Regions from separate parts of the Macaca mulatta genome. Here region 2 is linked to region 1. The links are chromatin contacts, called in public Hi-C maps. All regions are on one chromosome and are shown on one strand. The core of a region is the stretch at or near the end of the contact, and the rest is flanking DNA. Distances in the headings are between cores, read along the strand shown.

Region 1 (4,511 bases), core at 1,559-4,058:
CTGCACCTCAAAGCCGGGGTCAAAGAGCTGAACAAATGAGATGGCACCCGTCTCGAGGCACATGTACAGCAGGAAGGAGTCCTTCACCACCAGCCACCTAGAGCAGAAGGGCTCCCTGTGTTCCTCTCTGCCCTCGAAATTTTATTCCTCACCCCCACCCACTGCCCAGCTGCTCGGCCATAGCCCTTACCTCTTGGACCAGCGATAACAAACTTGGTCTCGGCCACAGCAGGTGAGGCCAGGAACGCGGTGGCCACCTGAGCGCTTCCGGATCGTCCCCTCCCTGTGGGGCAATCAGGAAGAGAGGCTGGATGAGGACTCCAGACCCCCAGCCCACCCTGCACTGCTTGCCCCATTCTCAGGCAGGGAGAAATTAAGAGGGATGTCTACAGATGCCTGGGTGAAGGGGGCCAGACACTCACAGCCCTTTGCAGCCCAGGTCTGGGATAAAGGACAGCTGACTGACTTCCAGGAATTCTGTCTGCAGAGGAAAACAAAAGGCCAGAGGAGATACCTGGCTTTCAGCTCCTCAGACCCTGGGGCCCCTGGCCCTCCTCCCCCTGAGGGTCTGATGATCCTGCTCCACATCTAAAATCAGCTCCTGGACCTTACCAAGGCATGGTAGTTGCGATAGAAAGACATGGTCAAGAGGCGGTTGAGGTAATTCTCCAGGTATTTCTAAAGTGGAGATGAGAGAGAAAGAGACAGATGGGACCAGAGTCATTTGCACATCCAATGCCTTCCCAGAGGACCTGGCATCTGGTCCCACCTGTTTGCTGGCTGCATGTCTGGTAGAGCCCTCAGGACCTGCCCGGGGTAGAGAGGGCATCTCTCTGTTGGCTGCATCTTGGGCTGGAGAATAGGCAACGGCAAAACTGTGGAAAGGATGGATGAGGTTCAGGTAAGAGCTGGGAGGCTGGGTGCTCTGGTTCCTGAAAACACTGGAGATGGGGCTTGGAGGAAAAGAAGAGGCCTGGAGGTGGCCAGGTGTGGTGGCTCATGCCTGGAATCCCGGCACTTGGGGAGGCTGCAGCAGGTGGATCACTTGAGCTCAGGAATTTAAGACCAGCCTGGGCAACACAACAGCACCCCATCTCTACAAAATATACAAAAATTAGTTGGGTGTGGTGGCTGTGGTCCCAGCTACTCGGGAGGCTGAAGTAGGAGGGTTGCTTGAGCCCAGGAGGTTGACATGAGCCAAGATCATACCAGTGCACTCTAGCCTGGGTGACAGAGGGAGACCTTGTCCAAAACAAAAACAAAAACCAAGCAAAAGTCCTAGAGTCTGGCAAAAGGAAGGCCCCCTACCCTGGGAATGGAGACTAGAAAAGGGTGAGGCTGCCAAGAGTATTTTGGGCATCCCGCCCAGCTGAGATGCTGGCACAGAACCATGGACAGGGAAAGCTGAGCAGGGAAAGTTTCCTGGTAACTGGGGTCAGGGGAGGGGCCCAGTGGCCAGAGTTGCAGGGAGGAAAGATTGTGGCCTGGGGGTGAGACAGGCAGAAAGGAGGGTGGGGGGCACCTGCCCTCTACAGGACTCAGTCTGATTCCCCTTACCGAGCCAGAGGGAGCAGACTCATCAAGACTTTGTGTCTCAGGAGGTCCCGATGCAGCTCCTGAAAATGACGGAACTTCTTCTTGGTTGTCCAGGTAAAGTCGCCGTGAGTCAAGCGGACAGAATACAGAGTGCAGGTTCCTACCTAGGGGTGTGAGGAACTGAATGGATGACCCCCGTGTTGAGTCCCCGCCTCCCCACTCTGGCCAGCTCTCCCTTTCCCTCTTCCCTGGGGCCAGCCCAGCCACCTTGGATCCATTCCAGGCCGCCCTCCCTTTCCCCCTCCCTGGGGCCAGTCTGGCCACCTTGGATCCGCTGGTGTATCTTTCGGTGCCCACCACCTGGGCTGTGACAGGGACCCCAGGTGCGAACACCAAGGGGTGCACTTTCAGAGGCTGAAGCTCATAGGTGGCCAGAAACGGGTGCATCCGGTCGGCTGGGAAGAAAGAAAGTCGAGGAGTGTAGACCCCCACAGGCCCCAGCCCCCTGGCTCCCCACGCCTCTCCTCCCCGAGGGCCATCCATATTCCCTGTGTACCTGGGTCCTCTCCCTCCCTCAGAGTGTCCACCTCATCGGACTCCATCTGGAGCTGGCTGGAGTCCAGTTCGTCCCCAGTGGGGAAGAGGCTCTCAGGGGTCGCCATCATCCTAGGAATATAGGGAATCCTCAGGGAGGCGAGTTGCCCTGCAGCACCCGCCCCCCCATCCTAACTCCTGCAGGTCCTCCATCTCTTCCAGGTCCTCCTCTTCCCCCACAGACTCCTGACCGCCCGCTGATGACGACCGACCAGTTTGCAACGCCCCACCGACCCCTTCGAGCCCCCATCCGCTATCTTAGTCCTTCATCCACAATCCCAGTCCCAGTCCCGCTCCCCGACCCCCGCCCCGTCCCGTAACCAGAGACCCGGGGAACACCCAGCCAGGCCCGGAAGGCTCCGACCTGGGGCGCCACAGCAGCTGCGCGGGGAAGCGGCCCCGGGTGGTCGGGAGAGCGCGGGGCTACGGGGCTTACGCCAGGCCAGGCGGGCCGGGGGCAGGGGTCCAGGCAGGAATGAGGAAGTTACGCGATCCCCGCCGAGGGGAGAAACCCCGAAATCTGAGCGTGCGACTGAGTCTGGAGGCTCCGCAGCCCGAGCCCTTTCCGTCCCCGCCCGATTCCCGGGACCGGGGACCCCAGCGCGCCCCTTCCCGGCCGCCTCACCCTGGCAGACGGAGCCAGCGCCCGCGCGGGTTCCGGAGCCAAGCGAGCAGAGCGGAGCCGGAGCCGCAGCCGGAGCCCACGCCCCAGCAGGCCGGGGCGGGGCTGGGGCTCAGGGCCTGCCCTCGGGGGCGGGACGGCCCCCGGCCTCACCTCCGCGGGATTCTCGTCTGTCCTGTCCCGCCCCCGCCGCCCTCGGCCCGCCCCGCCGCCCCGCCGCCCCGCCGCCCCGCCGCCCCGCCGCCCCGCCGCCCCGCCGCCCCGCGCACCACCGGGAGCCCGGGGGCTGCACTGTGCTCTGCAGGGCCGCGGGGCCGCGCAGCTCTCTCGGTGAGACCGGCAAGTGCTGCAAAGCGTCGGGGCTTTCCGCGCCGTCGGTCCCAGCGTGCCCGCCCGCCGCCCGCCGCCCGCCGCCCGCCGCCCGCCGCCCGCCGCCCGCCGCCCGCCGGGGCACCCCGCGCTGCGCGCATCCTTCCGCTCGGCTCCCGCCCCGGGCCCCTCCAGCCGCGGGCGCTGCCTCGGCCCCCGGGGACACGCGCCTCCGCTGCGGGAGCTGCCGGTGGGTGCCCCTCTCCCAGACTCGCTGCGAGCCACGTTCGACCTAGCCCAGATAGCGTTTGTACCTGGAAGGAATGAGGGCGTAAAAGGCCCGAGGGGTGGTGGCTACAAACCCATTAGTGTAAGAAAGCGGGCATTCTTTCATTCATTCACCAAACATGTATTGCGCGCTTACTCCTTGCCAGACACTGAGCGTATGGTAGTAAATAAGATGGTTACGGAGCCTGCTCAGCTGGAATTGACAGTCTAGGGGGGAAATAAAATTTTTTCGGGTATTAAAATACAAGAGATTTCAATCTTTTTTAAAAAGCAGATTTATTTTTCTCTTCTTTTGATAGACATGTGTGTTTCCAGTTTTGCCCGTTGTTTTAGCTCCTGTAAACATCCCTGTCTTTGTGTGGATAGTTTTCCTTTATCTTGGGTAACTAGCGAGTGGAGTTGTTGGATCATGTAAGTGTATGTTTAACTTATAAGAAACTATCACACGATTTTTTTTGAAATGGTTGTTACAGTCTAGATTTCCAAAATCAGTGTATGGTGGTTCCAGTTATTCTATGGCATAGCCAACATTTGATATTCTAAATCTTTAGCGTTGGCCATTGAATGGATGTCATAGGCACACCATTGCAATTTGATTTGCATTTATCTGGAGATCAATGATATTGACCATGTTTCATGTGCTGATTGGCCATTTGGCCATTTGTATGCATTCTTTTTTTTTTTTTTTTGAGACGGAGTCTTGCTGTGTCTCCCAGGCTGGAGTGCAATGGCCAGATCTCGGCTCACTGCAAGCTCCGCCTCCCGGGTTCACGCCATTCTCCTGCCTCAGCCTCCCAAGTAGCTGGGACTACAGGCACCCGCCACCTCGCCCGGCTAGTTTTTTTTTTTTTTTTTTTGTATTTTTTTATTAGAGACGGGGTTTCACCGTGTTAGCCAGGATGGTCTCGATCTCCTGACCTCGTGATCCGCCCGTCTCGGCCTCCCAAAGTGCTGGGATTACAGGCTTGAGCCACCGCGCCCGGCCTGCATTCTTTTATAAAGTGCCTATTCAGTCTTTTGCTAATATTTATTTATTTTTTTTTTTTTGAGACAGAGTCTCACTCTTGTTGCCCATGCTGTAGAGCAGTGGCACGATCTCGGCTCACTGCAACCTCCCCCTTCTGGGTTCAAGGGCTTTCCTGCTAATTTTTGTATTTTTAGT
Region 2 (4,494 bases), core at 741-3,240, 97 kb before region 1:
ACCCGCTTCTAGACGGGGTCCAGAGAGGGGACTTCCAGGGTGGGCTTGCCCCAGACCAATGCCACTGGAGGATGACTTCCGCAACCGGGTTTAGCTTACCCCTGTCCTGAAATCATTCTCGATTGTTACTCTAGTCCTGCCTTCTGGCTTTCCATACCCTCAAAGAGAATGCCCTTTTCTGCCCGAATTGCCCCCACCCTGACGGCCCATGACCCTGGTGCAGACAGCCGCAGCCTCCTCTTCAGCCCGCCGTCAGCCGGCTGACCCTGCCCGCGTCCCGCAGAGAACGGCGAGTGGGCCATCGATTACTGCCCGGGGGTGATCCGCCGCCACGACAGTGGCGCCACCGACGGCCCAGGGGAGACTGACGTCGTCTACTCGCTCATCATCCGCCGGAAGCCGCTGTTCTACGTCATTAACATCATCGTGCCCTGTGTGCTCATCTCGGGCCTGGTGCTTCTCGCCTACTTCCTGCCGGCGCAGGGTAAGCAGTGGCCCCGAACCCACACCCAAACCCGGGGTCGCTCCCGGGAGGCGGGGCCCGCTCTCACCGGCTCTCCCTCCAGCCGGCGGCCAGAAATGCACGGTCTCCATCAACGTCCTGCTCGCCCAGACCGTCTTCTTGTTCCTCATTGCCCAGAAAATCCCAGAGACGTCTCTGAGCGTGCCGCTCCTGGGCAGGTAAGGGCGGAGCAGGTCTGGGCGGTGACCCCCGCGGGGGCGTGGCCAGTGTGAAGGGCGGGGCCAAGGGGGGTTGTCGGGTGGGGGCGTGGCCAAAACCCAGAGACCCCGGGAGAAGCTCTGGCTGTCTCGCCCCGCCCTGGGCTTTATTCGGACGCCGGGTGGGGCTGGGACGGGGATGGAGTCCCTGGTCTGCCGTCCTCCTCACTGCTGCTGGACGTCACCTGGAGGTCTCCTGAGTAGCTCTGTTGAGGGACGGTCCGGCTCAGTGCCTCCCTAGCCCCGCCGCCGCCGCCGCCGCCGCCTCTGGCCCCCAACTCACCCCGCATCCCGAGCTCACTGGTTCTCCGGGGATTCCGAGGCCTAGCTGCTGTTGCCACTGTCGCAGGAATGAGGCAGACCCCTGCAGACCCCGTCCACACAGGCATAGCCACGCTCCCTGGACTAGAAGCCGGGCGCCGGCGCCCATCGCAGCCCCAGCTTGCCGAGTCCCCTGCCCCGCGGCCTGGGCTACCCGGCTCAGAGCTGCACCCGGATCCCCGCCGTCTGGGGCTGGGCCCGCGCTGCTGTCTAGTCGCCGCGCCTCCTGCTGCAGCCACAGGGCTGAGATCTGCAATGGGAGCACAGGGGTTAGCGGGGAGGCAGAGGTCCTTGCTCCCGCTGCCAGATTGCCGCGTATCCTGAGCCCCCCAGTACCCCACCTCTAACAAGGTGGCGCCGAAGCTCACGAGGCTGGCTGCGGCTTCTCTTAACACCAGCCCCAGGGTGGGCTTCGGGGCAGGCAGCATCCCCTGCATATTCAGCTCCGGTGGCTCCAGGGATTTCAGCTCTCTGAACCTCTGCTCCAGATATTCATGGGCTGCGGCCACGGAGAGTTCCAGGGAAGACAGAAGTGGGGGCTGGAGGGCCACCTGGAGATGGAGCAGAGCAGTAGCAGGGCAAGGGTCACAGGGCGCGCAGGAGACCTACCCAGAAAGTGTCGAGGTGCTGCCCTCGGCGGGCGTAGCCTCACCTCGGTGGAGCTGTGGAAGTGGTAGATCCACATCAGGGTGTCCAGGGAGCTGGGGGTTCCCTTCATGGCTGCCACAAGTGGTAGGACGGGAGAAGGGCTGGGGGATGCGTCTGTCATCGCGCAGGGGTCGCAGCTGGAGGGCGTAACCAACCCGTGCCAGGAGAAGCCGTGTTTGTGAGGTCAGAGAGCGCGTGGCACCTTCCGTAGCTGGGAGGGGGAGCGGTGATGTCACGCATTGTGGGCTTCTCAGGTTCCTTATTTTCGTCATGGTGGTCGCCACGCTCATTGTCATGAATTGCGTCATCGTGCTCAACGTGTCCCTGCGGACGCCCACGACCCACAGCATGTCCCCGCGGCTGCGCCACGTAAGTGCGGAGGGGCCGGTGCGGCCCGGTGGGGGTGGAGCTTACTACTAACCCCGCCCCCTAAGCCCCGCCTCTAACCCAGGTTCTCCTGGAGCTGCTGCCGCGCCTGCTGGGCTCCCCGCCGCCCCCCGAGGCTCCCCGAGCCGCCTCGCCTCCAAGGCGGGCGTCGTCTGTGGGCTTATTGCTCCGCGCGGAGGAGCTGATACTAAAAAAGCCGCGGAGCGAGCTCGTGTTTGAGGGGCAGAGGCACCGGCACGGGACCTGGACGGGTGAGCACAGTGGCCCGGCGGGCTGCGGGGGGTGCCTGCCACGGGGGAGGCTCCTAACGGCCCACCCCGGTGTTTTCCCCGCCAGCTGCCTTCTGCCAGAGCCTGGGCGCCGCCGCCCCCGAGGTCCGCTGCTGTGTGGATGCCGTGAACTTCGTGGCCGAGAGCACGAGAGATCAGGAGGCCACCGGCGAGGTGGGACGGGAGCCAGAGGCGGGTGGAGCGCGGCAGAGGCCCCCCACTGTCTCCCATGCAGCTGGCTCCAGCAGCTGCCTCTTTACTGACTGTGCCATCCCTTCCCCAGGAAGTGTCCGACTGGGTGCGCATGGGGAATGCCCTTGACAACATCTGCTTCTGGGCCGCTCTGGTGCTCTTCAGCGTGGGCTCCAGCCTCATCTTCCTCGGGGCCTACTTCAACCGAGTGCCTGATCTCCCGTACCCGCCGTGTATCCAGCCTTAGTGCGCACCGACTTCAACTTCCCACCCATCTCCAGTAGGAAACTGATTTTGAAAAAGGCTGCCGCCACCGCGGCATTATGATCCCTTCCCACGGCTGATCAATCTGTATTTTGTGAACTTTACAGGAAGAATGGTGTGTGCCCACCCCTTGGTGTGTGTAGGCCTGGCCCCAGTCCAGGGGTCAGCAGGAGGAAACGATTCACACAGGCTCTCAGGTGCCAGTGTTCCAGAAAGCAAGGACTGCCCTTCATTCAGCCTTGCTGACCTCCCAGCCTTTCTCAGGCCCAGCCCCAGGGGACTCTGGAGGCTGCCAGCTTGTGAGCTGCCTTTGTTCATCTCAGAGCCAGACAGGAGACCCCTTTGCAGGACTTGCACATAGGGAGGCTGGAGCCAGGAAACCCTCTTCTTCCCTGGTCTGGCTCTGCTGGAGCTGGTGGGAACCAAACCCCTTCAGTGCCGGTGGCCCTCTGGCCCACAAGTTTAGGGCTGAGGCTGCCCTGGTCCTCCTGCAGTCATTTCTTCTAGGTTTTCTTGGCCCAGCACTGCCCATCCCAACCCCCATGAGGCTCACTCATTGCAGATCCCAGCCCACCCTGCCCCTTTCTTCTGCACCCTGGAGGCGCTCTCTGCCTAGTATACAGGACTGAGAGAAAGCAATAAAATGGGGCCTGCATGGTGGGAGCTGGTTGAATTGTCTTTATTAACAAACAGGATATCCAAGGCCACTACATTGAGGAGGGGTGGGGGGAGGGAGGAGGAGGGTTACTTGCTGCTCACACTATATACAGATGCAAGCAAGGGGCGTGGAGAGTGAGGGCTCCCTGCTCCCTCCCTCCACGGGGAAGGGCATGGGCTAGAAGAGGAGGAGATGGGGGTTGGGAAAGGGGGGAACGTTTTGGCTGGCGGGGTCCCCCCTCCATTCCCTGGAGTTTGGGGAAAGGGGAATCATTAAAGTGCTTTCAGAAAATGAAGAAATGGTCCCTGCCCCTGGAGTGGCTGGTGACCCCCCAAAAATCTAGGGCCCAGTGACCCCCCCCAGGGTCTGGTACATTCAAGGGGGGAGCCGGCTCCCCTGACGTGCAAATAAAGGGGTCCAGGGCCCTGCCCAGTCAGCAGCAGTGGGGTAAGGGGTTCAAGCCCCAAGCACTCTCCTCTTAAATGGAGAAAAGGGGGAAGGGGCTATGCCCACTCAATTCCTGGGAAGGGGAAGCTGTGTCCCTCCCCGGAAGCTGGGGACAGGCACAGTTTTGGGAAGAGGACATGTTGGGGAAGAGGATGGTCACGTGATCACGAAAGCATCAGGGGTCAGAGGTCACGTTCCCAGCAGGCTCCAGTGAATCAAACCAGTAAAAGCAAAAGCCCAGGGAGGGGAAAGAGGGGCGGCCCAGGAAGCCTGGCTGCAGGGGGAGAGCTGGGTCCAGTGTGGGACAGCCCCAGCCCAGGGCCCCGTCACCAGTTCATGATGCAGTTACGGTTCAGAGTCATGAAGTAAACTTGGCTGCTGCCCCCAGAGCGGACTGAGGCAAAAAACACCTGGGTGGGGCAAGAGAAGGAGTCACCACGGGCTGGGGTCAGGGGTCTCAATGAACTGGGAGAGGGGAAGAAGCGGGGAGAAGGGAAGAAGGGGTGGCAGAAGAGGTGAGGGGGAGAGAGAGACTGCAGGAGGAGACTCACAGGGCCCCTCACCCAGAGGAAAGGCCAGGATGTTAGG

Evidence for each region. A called contact is a pair of places that touch in the nucleus more often than the background predicts.
Region 2: a Hi-C map of blood shows a contact between it and region 1, with 3 times the contacts expected there. The contact joins the promoter of C16H17orf107 here to the promoter of PLD2 in region 1. A contact is called at or near these places in 5 of 14 Hi-C or Micro-C datasets (CD4 T cells, blood, fetal cortical plate and 2 more).

The regions. Positions count from the first base shown.
Region 1 is chr16:6,342,325-6,346,835 of T2T-MMU8v2.0, reverse strand. PLD2 (phospholipase D2) reads right to left here and starts at 2,808. Exons shown (of 25, transcript XM_077969938.1): 1 at 2,756-2,808; 2 at 2,093-2,202; 3 at 1,861-1,991; 4 at 1,558-1,700; 5 at 770-875; 6 at 613-678; 7 at 423-481; 8 at 191-283; 9 at 1-97. The coding sequence starts at 2,201. LOC106993866 reads left to right here and starts at 2,974. Exons shown (of 2, transcript XR_013405987.1): 1 at 2,974-3,082.
Region 2 is chr16:6,438,502-6,442,995 of T2T-MMU8v2.0, reverse strand. C16H17orf107 (chromosome 16 C17orf107 homolog) reads right to left here and starts at 1,990. Exons shown (of 3, transcript XM_077970082.1): 1 at 1,694-1,990; 2 at 1,022-1,592; 3 at 1-926. The coding sequence starts at 1,810. The coding sequence ends at 886. CHRNE (cholinergic receptor nicotinic epsilon subunit) reads left to right here. Exons shown (of 13, transcript XM_077970053.1): 7 at 284-484; 8 at 567-681; 9 at 1,944-2,058; 10 at 2,141-2,327; 11 at 2,413-2,519; 12 at 2,629-2,817; 13 at 2,909-3,461. The coding sequence ends at 2,784. It overlaps MINK1 (misshapen like kinase 1), which reads right to left. Exons shown (of 32, transcript XM_077969862.1): 32 at 3,465-4,316. The coding sequence ends at 4,233.